Linked DNA regions of Sus scrofa: all the other regions are linked to region 2. The links are chromatin contacts, called in public Hi-C and HiChIP or PLAC-seq maps. All regions are on one chromosome and are shown on one strand. Each heading gives the region's core, a stretch centred on a gene start, on an enhancer-like site or on the middle of the called end of the contact. The rest is flanking DNA. Distances are from core to core; before and after follow the strand shown. Region 1 holds the start of SOX15 (protein SOX-15). Region 2 holds the start of PLSCR3 (phospholipid scramblase 3). Region 3 holds the start of EIF4A1 (eukaryotic translation initiation factor 4A1).

Region 1 (4,609 bases), core at 1,942-4,441, 160 kb before region 2:
TCTCCAGGGAATGGTTCCCTTCATATTTGTTGGCACCCGAGAGAATATCAGCAATGCTCAGGCTCTGCTGGAATATCACCTCTCCTACCTGCAGGTACCCAAGCCGGAAGCCTGGGAGAGGAAAGAGCCGCGTGTACAAGGGGACTAAGGATGCTGGTGGAAAAAGTTAAAAGTGATGCTTCCCAGTTTGTGTCTGAGTAGAACAGAAACCATGGGGTGGAAACTTGGGGCTGTGGGGCTGGATTCCAGAATTTTCTGTGTTAAGCCTTCTTGCATTCCTGAGAGTTCAGATATGTAGGGACAGTCAGGGCAGAGAAGCATGCAGAGAGGCTGTTGTTGAGCTTATACTTTTTTCTCCTTCCTTGTTTTTTCTCTGACTTCTGCCCAACCAGGAGGTGGAGCAGCTTCGCCTGGAGAGGCTGCAGATTGATGAACAGCTTCGGCAGATTGGGCTGGGCTTTCGCCCTCCTGGGAGTGGGCGGGGCAGCGGTGGCAGTGACAAGGCTGGATATACCACGGACGAGAGCTCTTCCTCCTCTCTCCACACCACACGAACCTATGGGGGCAGCTATGGGGGCCGGGGCCGGGGCCGGAGGACAGGCGGTCCTGCCTATGGTGAGCCGGCTATGGGAGAGGGAGGCAGGGCAGTGGTGGTGGGCGGGGGCAGAGGTCTGGGTGGAAGCTTGAGGAAAGGGTGATAGAGAAGATGAAAAAGTGGAGTTCCTGTTGTGTCTCTGGTAACGAACCCAACTAGTATCCATGAGGATGCGTGTTCAGTCCCTGGCCTTGCCCAGTGGGTTAAGGATCCGGTGTTGCCGTGACCTGTGGTGTAGGTTGCAGAGGCTTGGATCCCGAGTTGCTGTGGCCACGTAGGCAGCTGCAGCTCCAATTCGACCCTTAGCTTGGGAACTTCCGTATGCCGTGGGTGTAGCCCTAAAAAGACCAAAAAGAAAAAAAGGAAGAAAACAAAGTGATTGGCTGGAGGACTTAGGAGAGAGAGAGTCTTCAGCCTGGAGGCTGTGATGGATCCTGGGGTAGGGAGAGTGACCCTGATTGAACCTCACTGTGTTGGTGTTCGTCAGGCCCCAGCTCAGACCCATCTACAGCTTCTGAGACGGAGTCAGAGAAGAGGGAGGAGCTCAGCCGAGCTGGGCCCGGTGACAGGGATCCCCCGACTCGGTCGGAAGAAAGCCGGAGGCGGCCTGTTGGGGGCCGGGGTAGGGGACCCCCGCCTGCCCCCCGGCCCACCTCGAGATACAACTCTTCGTCTATCAGCTCAGGTACCAGAAGCAAACAGCTGGGTTTGTGAATGTGCGCCAAAAGGAAGGATGCGGTGATGGCACCTGACTCCTAACTCTTCTTCCTCTAACCAGTGCTGAAAGACCCAGACAGTAATCCCTACAGCCTACTGGACACATCTGAACCGGAGCCCCCAGTTGATTCAGAGCCAGGGGAACCCCCCCCAGCAAGTGCCAGGCGCCGCCGCTCCCGCCGCCGCCGCACTGATGAAGACAGGACTGTCATGGATGGAGGCCTAGAGTCTGACGGGCCCAGCATGACAGAGAATGGCCTGGGTAAGTAAGGGGTGTACCTGGGTCCGAAAAATTAGAACTGGGCAAGAATTGAGAGGTGGGAGATTGATGCACAGCTCTTGTTTTTCCCTGCCCCACAGAAGATGAGTCAAGACCCCAGCGTCGTAATCGGAGCCGCCGCCGCCGCAACCGTGGTAACCGGACTGATGGTTCTGTCAGTGGAGACCGTCAGCCAGGTCAGCCAGCCCTGGGGCTCAGCTCCTTCCTCAGAGAACAGGCTGCCTCCTAGCCTGTGAACTCTCGGGCTTGGGGTTCAGTGGTCGGGTACCTGGGTCCCTTCTGAAACTCGGTCCTCTGCCTTCCCCAGTGACTGTGGCTGACTATATCTCCCGAGCAGAGTCTCAGAGCCGCCAGCGGCCACCCCTGGAACGCACTAAACCTTCAGAGGATTCTCTTTCAGGACAGAAGGTAGGCAAGCAAGATGTAGTTCCCCCTACCTCCTTTTTTGTTGTTCTAGGGCAGGGGGGGCACAAGAAAACTGCCAAAGAAATCTCTTACTAAATTGCAGAGAAGGTGTGTCTGACGGAGTGTAGGCTGCATTTAGAATACTGGAAAGTTTCAGTAGAGGAGAAAGGAAAGTTGGGTTCTTATTTTCTGGATCTGAGTAAATGTGACTAGAGTCCCATCAGGTGAACCAACCCCCGGGTCAGCGGATGCCTGGCGCAAGGGGACGGTAGGGGCTTGTCGTTACCTGGATTTCTACTGACCCTTCTCTTTTCGTCCTCTCCGTTTTCTTTCCCATTTCCCCCTCAGGGTGACTCTGTCAGCAAGCTTCCTAAGGGCCCCTCAGAGAATGGGGAGCTCTCCGCCCCCCTGGAGTTGGGTAGTTTGGTGAATGGGGTTTCATAAACCCTCCAGCCCGCATCCCTCCCTTCTCCATCTCGCTTGCTGCCCAACACCATGGCCCTCACAGGCCCGACTGACCTGCGCTGGAGCTGCTCTTATCTAGGGGGGAGGGGGGTGGCACAGCAGCTTGGGTCCCCCCCAACCTCCAGGAGCTAGTGGAGGGGTGTGTAACAGGGTCATACCCCCTCCCTCTTGTCCACCCTACCCCCAGGGTAAGGGGAGCCTCTCTCCTTCCCCATCAGACTGGATGTGCCTTTATCCTCTAATGCCCCAATCTCTCTCTGAACACCCCCATTCTCCGCCTGTTGGTGCGGGGTGCTCCTTGACCCACCCAGATGTGACAGTTCAGGGGGGTTCCCCTGCTATCCCTACTCCCGTCCTGTACCCCCCATTTCTGGGGCCTCATCACTGTGGAAGACGGGGATAGTAAGGGTCTAAGTGGGTGGGAGGCATGGGGAAGGTTTTGGAGTAGAACCAGGGGTGTGTATGAAGGGGGGTGACAAGGTCCCCCAGGGGAGGGGGGACCAACCTTGTCTGGTGGATGAGAAGGCGTATTTATTTTTCACTGTACAGTATTTAAAAAGAGAATAAAAAAATCCAAATGGCTCTCTGGTTCTTGCGCCTTCCTGTGCCAGTTTGGTCTGTCTGTGTAGGAATGACCTGCCCTGGCCCCTGGCCCTCGTTTCCTCTATCTCCACACCTGATTTCTCTAGCATTCCAAAGATGGTCTCCTTCTGGGAATTTCTGACATTCTTCAGATCCCCAGGCCCAGGTACCCTCCTGGGTCTAGAGGAGAGTGGCTTGCTGCCTCTCCCCTCCCTCAGGTGTGCTGGTAGAGGGAGCTGGGCCACTCCTATACCCTGAGTCACGACGGCGGGCCAGGTAGAGCTGGAGCTCTTCCTGCCAGGAGCTGAGAGCCAAGGCAGGCTGCTTAATCGGATTACCTGAGGCCTGGGGCTTGGGCTGGGCCTTGGGCAGAGTGGGGAGCAGGGTTCCCTCGCCCACAGCCCTGAGACCTGGGTGTCCAGCCCTCATTCCTCCTGCTTCTCTGCTCTGGATCCAGGCTTTTTTCTCCAGCATCCACGTCACTGACCTCTCAGCCTCAGGAGTCGTCCCTGCCTCCCTAATTCTGAGGTTTGGAGATAAAATGTGCAGTGGAAAAACCTGGGTTTGGGGGCTGTGGCTGGGAGGGTTTAAATTTTCTCACCTGGAAAGGGCTGCAATTGCCAACCCAAGCACCTGCTGGGATGACTCAGGAAACAGAAATGGCCTGCCTACCTCCTGACCGCCTGGCTATTTTGCCCCGGGGCACAGGTCAGGGGTTTGAGAAGCAGTAGGCCTCTGAGAAGGGGTGGGAGTGGGGGTGGGGTGTTTCACCTTCCTCCCAGCACAACTCTGACCCTGAGGGCTTTTGATCCCCTGGAGCTTGATCCCTTTGTGCAAAGGCATTGACTTTAATTTGCCAGTGCTTAAGAAGGGAGGGGAAGCTGTTCGAGCTCCCGGGGCTGGAAGGTCTGACTTCTGGGTCTTGGGTGGGGAGGGGGCGGGGTGCCCTAAGGGGGAGCGTTGGGGGCTGGGAGGAACGGGACACCTGGGTTCGCCTAAGGGAGGGGGATGTTGGCGCCCTCGAGGAGGCGCGGCCCACTGGGAGGGAGTGGGGAGGAGTCAGTCGTTAAAAGCTGTTCCCGGCTCTGGCCCACCCGCCAGCCACAGAAGCTGCGGCCAGGTGAGCGAGGCCTTAGGTACCCGGGCTGCGCCGCCTGGCAGCTGCGGGACTCCAGAGACGAGAGCGTGAGCGCTTGCCGCCTCCACCGAGCCCCGGGCCGGTGGCCAGCAGCGGGTACGGGGAGCGGGACAGGTCGGGGACCTCGCGGCAAGCAGGAGAGGAGAGCATAACCTGGCCCGGACAGGGTACCAAGAGCGGATTTCGCGCCCGACTCCCCAAACGTGCCGGATTGGTTGGGAGCAGGAGCGCCATTACAAGGACTCTGAACTTGGGGACGACATATACTTTTAAGGACACGAGTTTCTCTGTAACGACTCCGGGCTAGGAAGGCACTTCGGGTTTGGGGATCAACGATTCACTTTGGAGGCGAGGGCGTGTAGGACGCCCTCTTAAGGCTTCCCTCCACCCTCCCATGGCGCTACCCGGCTCCTCTCAGGATCAGGCC
Region 2 (4,685 bases), core at 219-2,718:
AGGACTCGGGTTCGATCCTTGGCCTCAATCAGTGGGTTATGGATTCCGAGTTGCTGTGGCTGTGGTGTAGGCCGGCAGCTACAGCTCTGATTAAACCCCTAGGCTGGCAGAGTTCCTGTCGTGGCTCAGTGGTTAACGAATCCGACTAGGAACCATGAGGTTGCAGGTTTGATCCCCAGCCTTGCTCAGTGGGTTGAGGATCCAGTGTTGCTGTGAGCTGTGGTGTAGGTCACAGACTCGGCTTGGATCCCACATTGTTGTGGCTCTGGTGTAGTCTGGCGGCTACAGCTCCCATTCGACCCCTAGCCTAGGAACCTCCATATACTGTGGGAGCGGACCAAGAAATGGCAAAAAGACAAAAAAAAAAAAAAAAAAAAAAAAAAGAGAGAGAGAGATCCCTAGCCTGGGAACATCCATATGCTGCAGGTGTGGCCTTAAAACAACAAAAAGACCAAAAAAAAAAAAAAAAAAAAGAGAGAGAGAGAGAGTTCCCTAGTGGCCTAGCAGTTAAGGATCCAGCATTGTCACTGCTGTGGCTCAGGTTCAATCCCTGACCCAGGAACTTCCGCATGCCATGAGTGTGGTGGCCAAAGAAAATTGCAACTCCTGTCCACCATTCTCTATCTTTCTTACCTGCTCCATTTTTCTTTATAGAACCTGTCACTGTCTGACTTTAGATGTATCTAAGGTACATTATCTGTCTCTTCTCTAAGATTAGAAATTTTAATTTTTTGAAAAACTGCTATATTTTCCTATCACCTTAAATGCTGTCTGAAATATAGTTGGTGCTCACTTAATCTCTGTTGAATAATGGAATTTCTATGTGTTTGTACATTTTGGTGGAGGCTGCTGCATAGTTGGGGCTGGCTAGAATATGAGGCAATGAAGGGTACCAGGGGAGAGGCGAGGCACTTGAGTGTGATGCAGATGATGACTGAAGCTGTTGGACCAGCCCAGAACATGGACATGGGGAAAAGGAACCACCAAATCTGCTTCTCCCTATGTTCATCTTTTTGTCTTTTTAGGGCCGCATCTGCGGCATAGGGAGGTTCCCAGGCTAGGGGTCCAATCAGAGCTGTAGCCGCCGCCCTACGCCACAGCCACAGCAACCCAGGATCGGAGTAGCATCTGTGAACTACACCACAGCTCATGGCAACAGCAGATCCTTAACCCAGTGAGCGAGGCCAGGGATCAAACCTGAAACCTCATGGCTCCTAGTTGGATTCGTTTCCACTGTGCCACGATGGGAACTCCCTTTCTTTCCTTCCTTTTTTTTTTTTTTCCTAAGGGCCGCACCTGTGGTGTACAGACGTTCCCAGGCTAGGGGTTGAATCTGAGTTACAGCTGCGGGCCAACTCCATGGCCTCAACAATGTGGGATCCAGGCTGAGCCTGTGACCTACACCACCACAATCAGGCAATGTCGGATCCTTAACCCATTGAGTGAGGCCAGGGATCAAACCTAAGTCCTCATGGATACCAGCTGGGTTCTTAACCTCCTGAGCCACCACGGGAACTCCCTCCCCATGATCATCTTGACGGATGAGACCTCCATCTACTGGTCACCAGACACATGAGGTCATCCTGAACTCCTCACCTCCACATCTCATCTCCTCAAAAACTTCTATATTATTATCTAAATATCTCTAAAATCTGCCACTTTTGTCCACCCACACTATCACAGCCATCCTCTCCCCAGACTACTACAACCCACACTGGGTGCCTCTCGTGTGTTTAAATGGCTTTCTAAAACATTCGACTTTCTCCCTCCATCTGAAAATCCTTCAGTGGGCTCCCTGCTGCCTTTGGGGCCAAATCCCAGCTCGCACAAGGCCTTCTGGGCCCGTGGGCCGGACTCCCTCTCTAAACTCATCTCCTGTCACTCAGCCTATAGCGCCCTGAGGCGCAGAACTTCCTCACACCTGCGGGCCTGGGCTCAGGACCCAGAGCAAGCGAAGGATGCGACTCTTCTTGGGGGAAGCCTTCCCTGCTGACAGCGCTGCCTCCTCTGCTCCCGCTGAGCCTCATTTTACATCATTACTGACAGTCCGGTGGCCTGTCCCCCGAGTGGCTGGGGGCGCCTGAAGGAAGTGCTGTAATTTCAAGGTGTCTTTGGGGGTCACTGCTGCGTCAGGGAGAGGAGACTGACGAGGTAGTCCCAGGGAGGCAGAAGGGGAGCCAGGAGCCGGTCCTAGGAGCCAACGGATGAGTGTTCAGGGTGTTCCGCTGCGTCAGCGAGGCCCGAACCGCCCTCGGGAGGAGGAGCCTAGGGTCCAGCGCCGCGCAAGCCGCCCTCGTTCCCACCAAGGGGCACTGAGGACTCTGCGCCCGCGGACCTGGCAAGGGTCGCAGAGCTAGGTCTCACCCAGCTGCCCTCCCAGGCGAGCTTCTCTCTGGGCTTCTGCATCGAGCGGAAGTGGCGGGGACGCTCGCCAAGCCGCGGAGCCAGGGGCCTGGGGACCGAGGCCCCGCAGGAGAGCCGGCACTCTTTCTGCGCAGGCGTGTCGCTCAGGCCGGGAGGGGCGGGGTCTGGTAGGGGCGGGGGCGGAGCCAGTTCCCGGGCCCGCCTCCCCTAGCTCCCCGAGCCGCCGAGCGCTGGGCGCCCCGGCTGTTCTAGGGGCTTCAGGTGAGCTGGGGGCGCTGAGGGGTCCGGAGACCTCCCTCGAGGTCGGGCCGTCGGTCTGACCGCGGGCCCATCTGCCTGCCGTCTGCCAACAGCCGCCTCCGCGGAGAATGGGAGAACAAAGGGAGGGGGCGGTTCTGGGGCCCCTGAGGGAAACCAGGGTCCCAGGGCCTCCGCCCTGCCCGCTGACACTTTCGGTTTCTCCCCGAGTCAGACGCGCCGCCCTGGAGACCCTGGGCCGGCGGTGGGCGCAGCTGCCTCTCCGCGTTTGCCTGTCCGTCTTTGTGTCTGTCTCTGTGTCTGTCTGGCTGTCTCCGAGCTTGCCTCCACTTCTAGAACTAAGCCTCCGGGACACCGACATCCCGCGAACCCTCCCCCGTCTCCCATGGCAGGTAAGTGGGTGCAAGGCTGAGGGTCTCCGTTATCCCCTCACGGACTTGGGAGCCCAGTGTCGGACGCATCCTCCGGGAATGTGCTCGGACTGGCTGTGTGGGGCCCCTCCCTTCCTCCCAGGAAGCCGCCGCCCTGCTCCCCCGCCCCATCTTTCTCCGTCTCTTGCCACCACATTTCCCTCCACTCAGCCTGGCAGCCCGCGGGCTAAGGGGTAGAGGGGTGAGGTGGGGAGGCCCCTTCTAACCTACTCCTGTCCCCCCACAGGCTACATACCCCCCAAGGGCTACGCCCCTTCGCCCCCACCTCCCTATCCTGTGACCGCTGGGTACCCGGAGCCGGCGCTGCATCCTGGGCCCGGGCCCAGCCAGGCGCCAGTGCCTGCCCACGTGCCTGCCCCAGCGCCCGGCTTTGCTCTCTTCCCCTCGCCCGGCCCTGCGGCCCCGGGGCCAGCTGCCCCCTTCTTGCCAGTGCCCGGGGTGCCTTTCGGCCTCGAATTCCTGGTGCAGGTGAGTGGAAGGAAGGGAGGGAGGGGTGAGGGGGCGGGGGGGGTACCCAGGCGTCTCGATCCTCCAGCTGACGTCTGCGCGGCCCCTACTCTCTTTCCAGATTGATCAGATCTTGATTCACCAGAAAGCTGAGCGGGTGGAAAGTGAGTGGAAGGAGGAGTAGGTTGGGCCTCGTGATGGGGGCAGATCGTGGGCTCTCGGTCCAGTGGTGCCTGAGCCTCAGCGTGTCACCCCTTGGCAGCGCTCCTGGGCTGGGAGACCTGTAACCGGTACGAACTGCGCTCGGGGGCCGGACAGCCCCTAGGTCAGGCTGCAGAGGAGAGCAACTGCTGTGCTCGTCTGTGCTGTGGCGCCCGTCGGCCCCTGCGAGTCCGCCTGGTGGACCCCGGGGACCGAGAGGTGCTCCGCCTGCTCCGCCCTCTCCATTGTGGCTGCAGCTGCTGTCCGTGCGGCCTCCAGGAGGTGGGTGGGGAAGGATGCGGCCAGGGAGAGACTCGGGTTGGGGGCGGCCAGTGATGGGAGCAAGACCCGGGAGGAGGCATGGGGAGAGTGGTGCCTCAAGTGCAAGTTGGCCAGCAGGTGGGATGGGAGGTCTAGAGAGGAGCGTGACAGGTAGTCTAGCGAAGGGGATGGGAAGTCTTAAGAGGGGAGAGAGACAGGTGATAAAAGTAGACTGGTGAGCGTTTGGGCCAAGGCGCCCTGGTTGGGCAGTGACCCTGTCTGCCTCTCGCTCCAGATGGAAGTACAGTCTCCACCGGGCACCACCATTGGCCATGTTCTACAGACCTGGCATCCCTTCCTCCCCAAGTTCTCCATTCAGGATGCTGATCGCCAGACGGTTTTGCGAGTAGTGGGCCCCTGCTGGACCTGTGGCTGTGGCACAGACACCAACTTTGAGGTATCAGGAAAAAGGGGAGATCTGAGCCCTTCATAAGCCAAGATGAACCGTGAGGCAGGATGGCCGACAGAATGGGCACGAGCCCATCAGTCCAAATCCCCTGTGATGCCTACCATATTTCCGGTTTTCCTCTACTCAGAAATAGTCTGGCCCATGGTCTTAAAAAAAATACGGCGAAGAGGGTTTCATCTTAAGGGCCAGTGCCGATTGTTACTGCAACTGTGTATTGGGGGGTGGTGGGATTCAAGGCCAGGCTGGATTTAGGG
Region 3 (4,582 bases), core at 517-3,016, 140 kb before region 2:
AGGTTCATGTCATCAAAGCTGTCAACAATCTCATTCCAGTTACTCTGTAAGAAGTAAAAAAGAATTAACAGAAATGGGGCTGTGCTCTTGCACTGGAGCAAACAGGACCTTCTCTGCCTGCACCAAAGTTCCAGAACCCACCACCTTCTCCTCCCCAAGGAAGCCAGCTGGTTGGGTCTATGCGGCCTAGAAAACTACTCTGAAGGGACCAGTTACTTGTAAACAGTGAGGTTATATTATAAAGAGGAAAAAAAACATACTTTTGTTGTATATACTCTTACAAAGGATAACGGCGGTAGGGGTCCAACCTTACCTCGATGACGCCTTCGGGCTCCATCCCATCGGGGCCATTGTCTCTGGATCTATTGGTTTAAAATACAAGCACATAGAAATCCTGACCACCAGACTCTTCCTCCCAGCAAGCGGCTTTGCATGCTACCATCAGTCTTCACTCCCGATCCAAGCCCCATGAATTCCGGAAACACAAGAGCAGTTACTTTACAGCCGAGGCCTTTGCCTCATCTCTGGAACTGCTCAGGCCAAGCCGCCTCCCCACCCTGCCCTACAGAAGACCCGGAGACTGGAAGGAACGGCGCTGCGCTGCCCGGGGCGTAGAGGTGGTGCTGGCCGCCAGGCCCACGTGTCTTGGGCCGGGCCGCTCCAAGACCCAGCGCGTGCACCTCCCACTGTGGCCCCAGCGCGCCGGAAGTCCCGCCTTCCACCTCCCAGATGCGAGAGGAGGACATCCCCTTCCCCCCCACGTCATGCCGCCCGCGCCCTCCCCCACTCCCTCCAGCCCATCTCCCCGCCTCGCGGTGCCCGGATGTGGGAGGCCGCGGGCGGTGGCGGCCTCGCGCACAATGAGCCCCAGCCGAGCTAGCAAGGGGGGAGATTGCACAACACTTAAGAGCGAAGCCGAATGGGGGAGGGGAGCACCTCAGGCCGCCATGTGCTCGCCTCCTCGACCACCCGGCGGCGCACCCCTCCCCTCCGGGGAACAATCCACACCCCGCCCGCCCCCGTCGCGAAATGGCGTCGCCCTCCCATACCTCAGGCCGCTCACCCCCGAAGGAAAGTGGACCTGCCCATCCGCAGTTTGCCAATTGCCCGGCTTGTGCGGCAAAATGGACCCGCCCGCCCGGCGCCGGGTGGGCTCCCGGTGCCTCAAGCGGCCGCTCCTCGGGGTTAGGGTCGGTCCTGGCCGTCAAGAAAACCAGCACACTGAACGGCCGGCTTCTTCTCCCGCGACCCATAGCTTCACGCGACCAAGCGACTGAGGATCCAGGCACCCCCACCTTCGGCGAGTGGTACCGTCAGAATCCTCCGGAGTCCCGAGCGCGCGCGAACCCTCCCTCCCGCAGTGAGACAATCTGACCGGCGGCTCCGCGCCACGCACGGCCGCCTCTACCTTCCTTTCTCACAACAGGTCGCGACCTCGCCACCCCACTCAGCGACCAAGCTTCACGCACCACGTCGGTCGAGGCCTCCTAACGAAACTCGCTCGCTGGGTCCCGAAAGCCCGGCCGTCCTCGGCCTCTGCCTAGGCCCTGGCAGCGTCGGCCGTGGACCCGCCCCTAACTCCCCCCACCTCCCCGGACGGGTCCTCCCGGCTTGGTCTCCCCGCAACCCTGGGGGGGCCTAGGGCGGCGGGCCTCAGCTTCCCCACGCCGGGCCCTCGAAAAGGGCGGCAAGGTAAGCAGCCACAGTCTCTTGCAAGTGTCTTGCTTACCGGGAATCCTGACTCGCAGACATGATCCTTAGAAACTAGGGCGGAGTGCCCGCCTATCGACAACTTATAGAGCGCCCGACCCCGCCCCAGCCATCGCATTGGCTTGGCCGCCTCAGCTCCGCCTGCCGCCGCTCGGCAACTAGGCGTGACGTTAGTTCGTAGGCGCCCTGGCACGCGGCCACCATTGGATAACTTGAGCGCCCGTCAAGGTGAAGACCCGCCCCGCAGCCTCATTGGCTAGAGGGCCCGCCTTTCTCGCCGGTACGGAAGTGACATACTGGAGTCGGGCCTCGAGGCCTGGCAGCCATCTTGGGGCCCTGCACCCCTACACGTGCGGAGGCGAGAGTGCCTCAGTCATGTGGCCTACCAGGCCCTATCACGCAAGGGGGGCGAGGTTTCAGCCTCCAGGGACTTCCGGGCTCCCGGGACTACCACTACCGCTACCCTCTGTTACAGGTGTCCACCAGACCACGTTCAATTTTGTTCTCTCCTGCAGCAAAGATAAATCGGACACCAAGCCCGAGGTGTTCCAAGCGTACAGGGGGCTGAAGTCAGGATCCATTACCCAGCGGCTGGGACGGTTCCCCTGGCTGGAGGGAGGAGGGATGGAGTAATTGACTTGTGGGCTTAGGGGCTTTTGAGGTTGCTGTCAGGAATCCTGGCCGGCTCCCTTAAGTGTCCTGTTTCCCCAACTTTAGGACCCCTCAAGCGCCCTTATTTTTGAGGTTTACCTACTCTCCCCTCCTTCCAGCCCTGGCTCCGCTAGCTGGAGGATTCTTTTGAGGACGTGGCGTTGGCATTGTGTGAGCCAGGGATGGAAAACTGGCCCCTTAAGTCTCAAAACCCAAAAAGGGTAGCTAACAGCACTGGCTGGAGGAAAGGCTGAGAGCATATCCACTAGTTTTGCGGCCCCTAAAGGAAGACCACCACTATGTATCTCCAAAGGATCCTTTATTGACCAGAGCAGGACCATGGCATATATATATATATGTATATATATATATAAAAGTTTTGAAGATCTGGCAGGCAGGAATCCCATTGTCCGCCCACCACCCCCAGCACAGATTTTCCTGCCCCGTCCCCCACCCTGCACATGAAAGGGAGATGACTGCCCCACCCAGGCCACAAGGCCATACTCCCCTGCAGACAGAGGGTGAAAGGGGATATTCCATGGCCACCCCCTGAACATTAGAAATCAACAAGTATTCTCTCAAAGAAAAAAATACAGAAATCAATTAAAACATTTAAATATGAAAAACCAAAGGGAATTGGGTGGGAAGAGGCAAGAGAGGAAAGGAATTGGAGTTTCTTGGGAAGGAAGGATCTCCCATGTCCCCCTGCCCATTTAACGAATGGGCTTGAGGCCTGGGATACGAGGCTCACACAGTGAGTTTGCAGTGACACAGCTCCTTGTAGATCTGTCGACGAAGTTTGGGCATGTCCTGCTGGGTGAAGCTGAATGGCTGAGACAGGGCCAGGTGCTTGCAATACTAGGTGTTAACAAAGCAGGCCATGAGAACCACCTACTGAGCATATACCCCCAAGTCAGGATCCGTGCGACGTATTTCATATGACACACATTTCACTGGATCTTCCCCAAAACATTCCCATTTCACAAACAAAGGAAACTAAGGTCCCACCGAGTGGTGCTCAAAAGGAAAAAAAGTCTGACTCTAAAGCCAATGTTCCTCTTTGGGACATGAGATACCCAGTGTTAACAGAAAATGCTTTGCGTTAAGCAGCAGGAGGAAGCTCTATCAGGGCCAGAGACCAAGGACCACAGACTCAGTTTCAAAGAGGCACGGAGAAGCCCACGAGAGGACCGATGAAACCCGGGTTTCGACATCCTAATACATTAGGTTACTCCCCCTCCATAAGTGGCTGTGAACCAAATGAGGGCTGCAGACCAGCTCCCGCCTCCCTCCCAACCCTTAAACCCAACTGGCATCTGCTTACCTGCAACACAAAGGCGCCACAGTCACTGTCATTATTCTGCCTGGCCACATTCTAGAGAATACAAAGAAGGTCAGCTCTTTACCTGGAGACCCTAGGGGTATGGTTTCAACTTCTGCCTCCTACCATGCTCACCACCACCACCTCCAACCTTCCTCTAGAAACTTACCATTTTGAAGTAACCTTTCCAGCCCTGGTGGAAGTCCAGCCGGTCTTTCTTCACTGCCTCTGCCTGGAGATACTTGGCAATATGCTATGTGGGTGGAGGAAGGGAGGACGTGATGGCCCTACTGTGCTAACTGCACCCGGGGTCCGGGGGTCGCAGGCGCCAAGCCCGGGGTGCTCCCAAGGACTCAAGACCCACCCTTCCGCCTGAGATGCCTTGCCACTGGCTCTCCTCCCCACATGCTGCCCAGCTTGCCCCTTCTCTCTCAAACCTTAGGGCAGCGGCGGTTCAGGGTGCGCTGCGAGTCAAAATAGGTGATGGTGCGCCGCCTCACATCAACAGAGATGAGGGACCAGTGTACCTCCAGGTGGATGGGGATCAGCAGTAGCTCCTTGTTGAAGATGTCCACCTAGGAGGCAGAGCGGGCGCATGAGGAAGGCAGCACAGGCATCCTGTCTCTGGCCGCGGTTCCCAAAGACGAATGGAGGAGCAGGCACCGAGCCGAGCGGACAAACTCAATTTTCTGCCCGGGGACTGTGAGCCAAGGCTCAGCATCTGGATGTGTGGATTCTCAGGGTGAGCGAAGAAGGCGTGATAGAGGAGGTGGTGCAGAACACTCGAGAGCCCAAGACGGGTACTTTTCACGCCTTAAAGATACAAGTGATAGAGTTCCCATCGTGGCTCAGTGGTTAATAAATCTGACTAGGAACCATGAGGTGGCGGGTTCAACCCCT

The links. A called contact is a pair of places that touch in the nucleus more often than the background predicts. HiChIP or PLAC-seq counts read pairs in DNA pulled down with a chosen protein or histone mark.
Region 1: an H3K27ac HiChIP or PLAC-seq map of alveolar macrophages shows a contact between it and region 2. The contact joins the promoter of SOX15 here to the promoter of PLSCR3 in region 2. A contact is called at or near these places in 2 of 5 promoter capture datasets (fetal skeletal muscle and liver), 5 of 47 Hi-C or Micro-C datasets (embryonic fibroblasts, heart right ventricle, liver and 2 more) and 2 of 2 datasets of contacts at active chromatin or transcription factors (alveolar macrophages and skeletal muscle).
Region 3: a Hi-C map of embryonic fibroblasts shows a contact between it and region 2, with 2.5 times the contacts expected there. The contact joins the promoter of EIF4A1 here to the promoter of PLSCR3 in region 2. A contact is called at or near these places in 2 of 5 promoter capture datasets (fetal skeletal muscle and liver), 6 of 47 Hi-C or Micro-C datasets (embryonic fibroblasts, epiblast stem cells, heart right ventricle and 3 more) and 2 of 2 datasets of contacts at active chromatin or transcription factors (alveolar macrophages and skeletal muscle).

What each region holds. Positions count from the first base shown.
Region 1 is chr12:52,884,367-52,888,975 of Sscrofa11.1, reverse strand. SOX15 (protein SOX-15) reads left to right here and starts at 3,191. Exons shown (of 2, transcript XM_003131946.4): 1 at 3,191-4,609. The coding sequence starts at 4,577. FXR2 (fragile X mental retardation syndrome-related protein 2) reads left to right here. Exons shown (of 17, transcript XM_003131974.5): 11 at 8-94; 12 at 393-615; 13 at 1,083-1,280; 14 at 1,374-1,574; 15 at 1,673-1,768; 16 at 1,900-2,000; 17 at 2,346-3,044. The coding sequence ends at 2,441.
Region 2 is chr12:52,721,353-52,726,037 of Sscrofa11.1, reverse strand. PLSCR3 (phospholipid scramblase 3) reads left to right here and starts at 1,468. Exons shown (of 7, transcript XM_021067824.1): 1 at 1,468-3,014; 2 at 3,280-3,521; 3 at 3,622-3,664; 4 at 3,763-3,983; 5 at 4,258-4,419. The coding sequence starts at 3,008.
Region 3 is chr12:52,865,663-52,870,244 of Sscrofa11.1, reverse strand. It overlaps EIF4A1 (eukaryotic translation initiation factor 4A1), which reads right to left and starts at 1,766. Exons shown (of 11, transcript NM_001100196.1): 1 at 1,730-1,766; 2 at 314-362; 3 at 1-44. The coding sequence starts at 1,752. SENP3 (sentrin-specific protease 3) reads right to left here. Exons shown (of 11, transcript XM_021067831.1): 8 at 4,120-4,257; 9 at 3,852-3,935; 10 at 3,686-3,736; 11 at 2,662-3,219. The coding sequence ends at 3,109.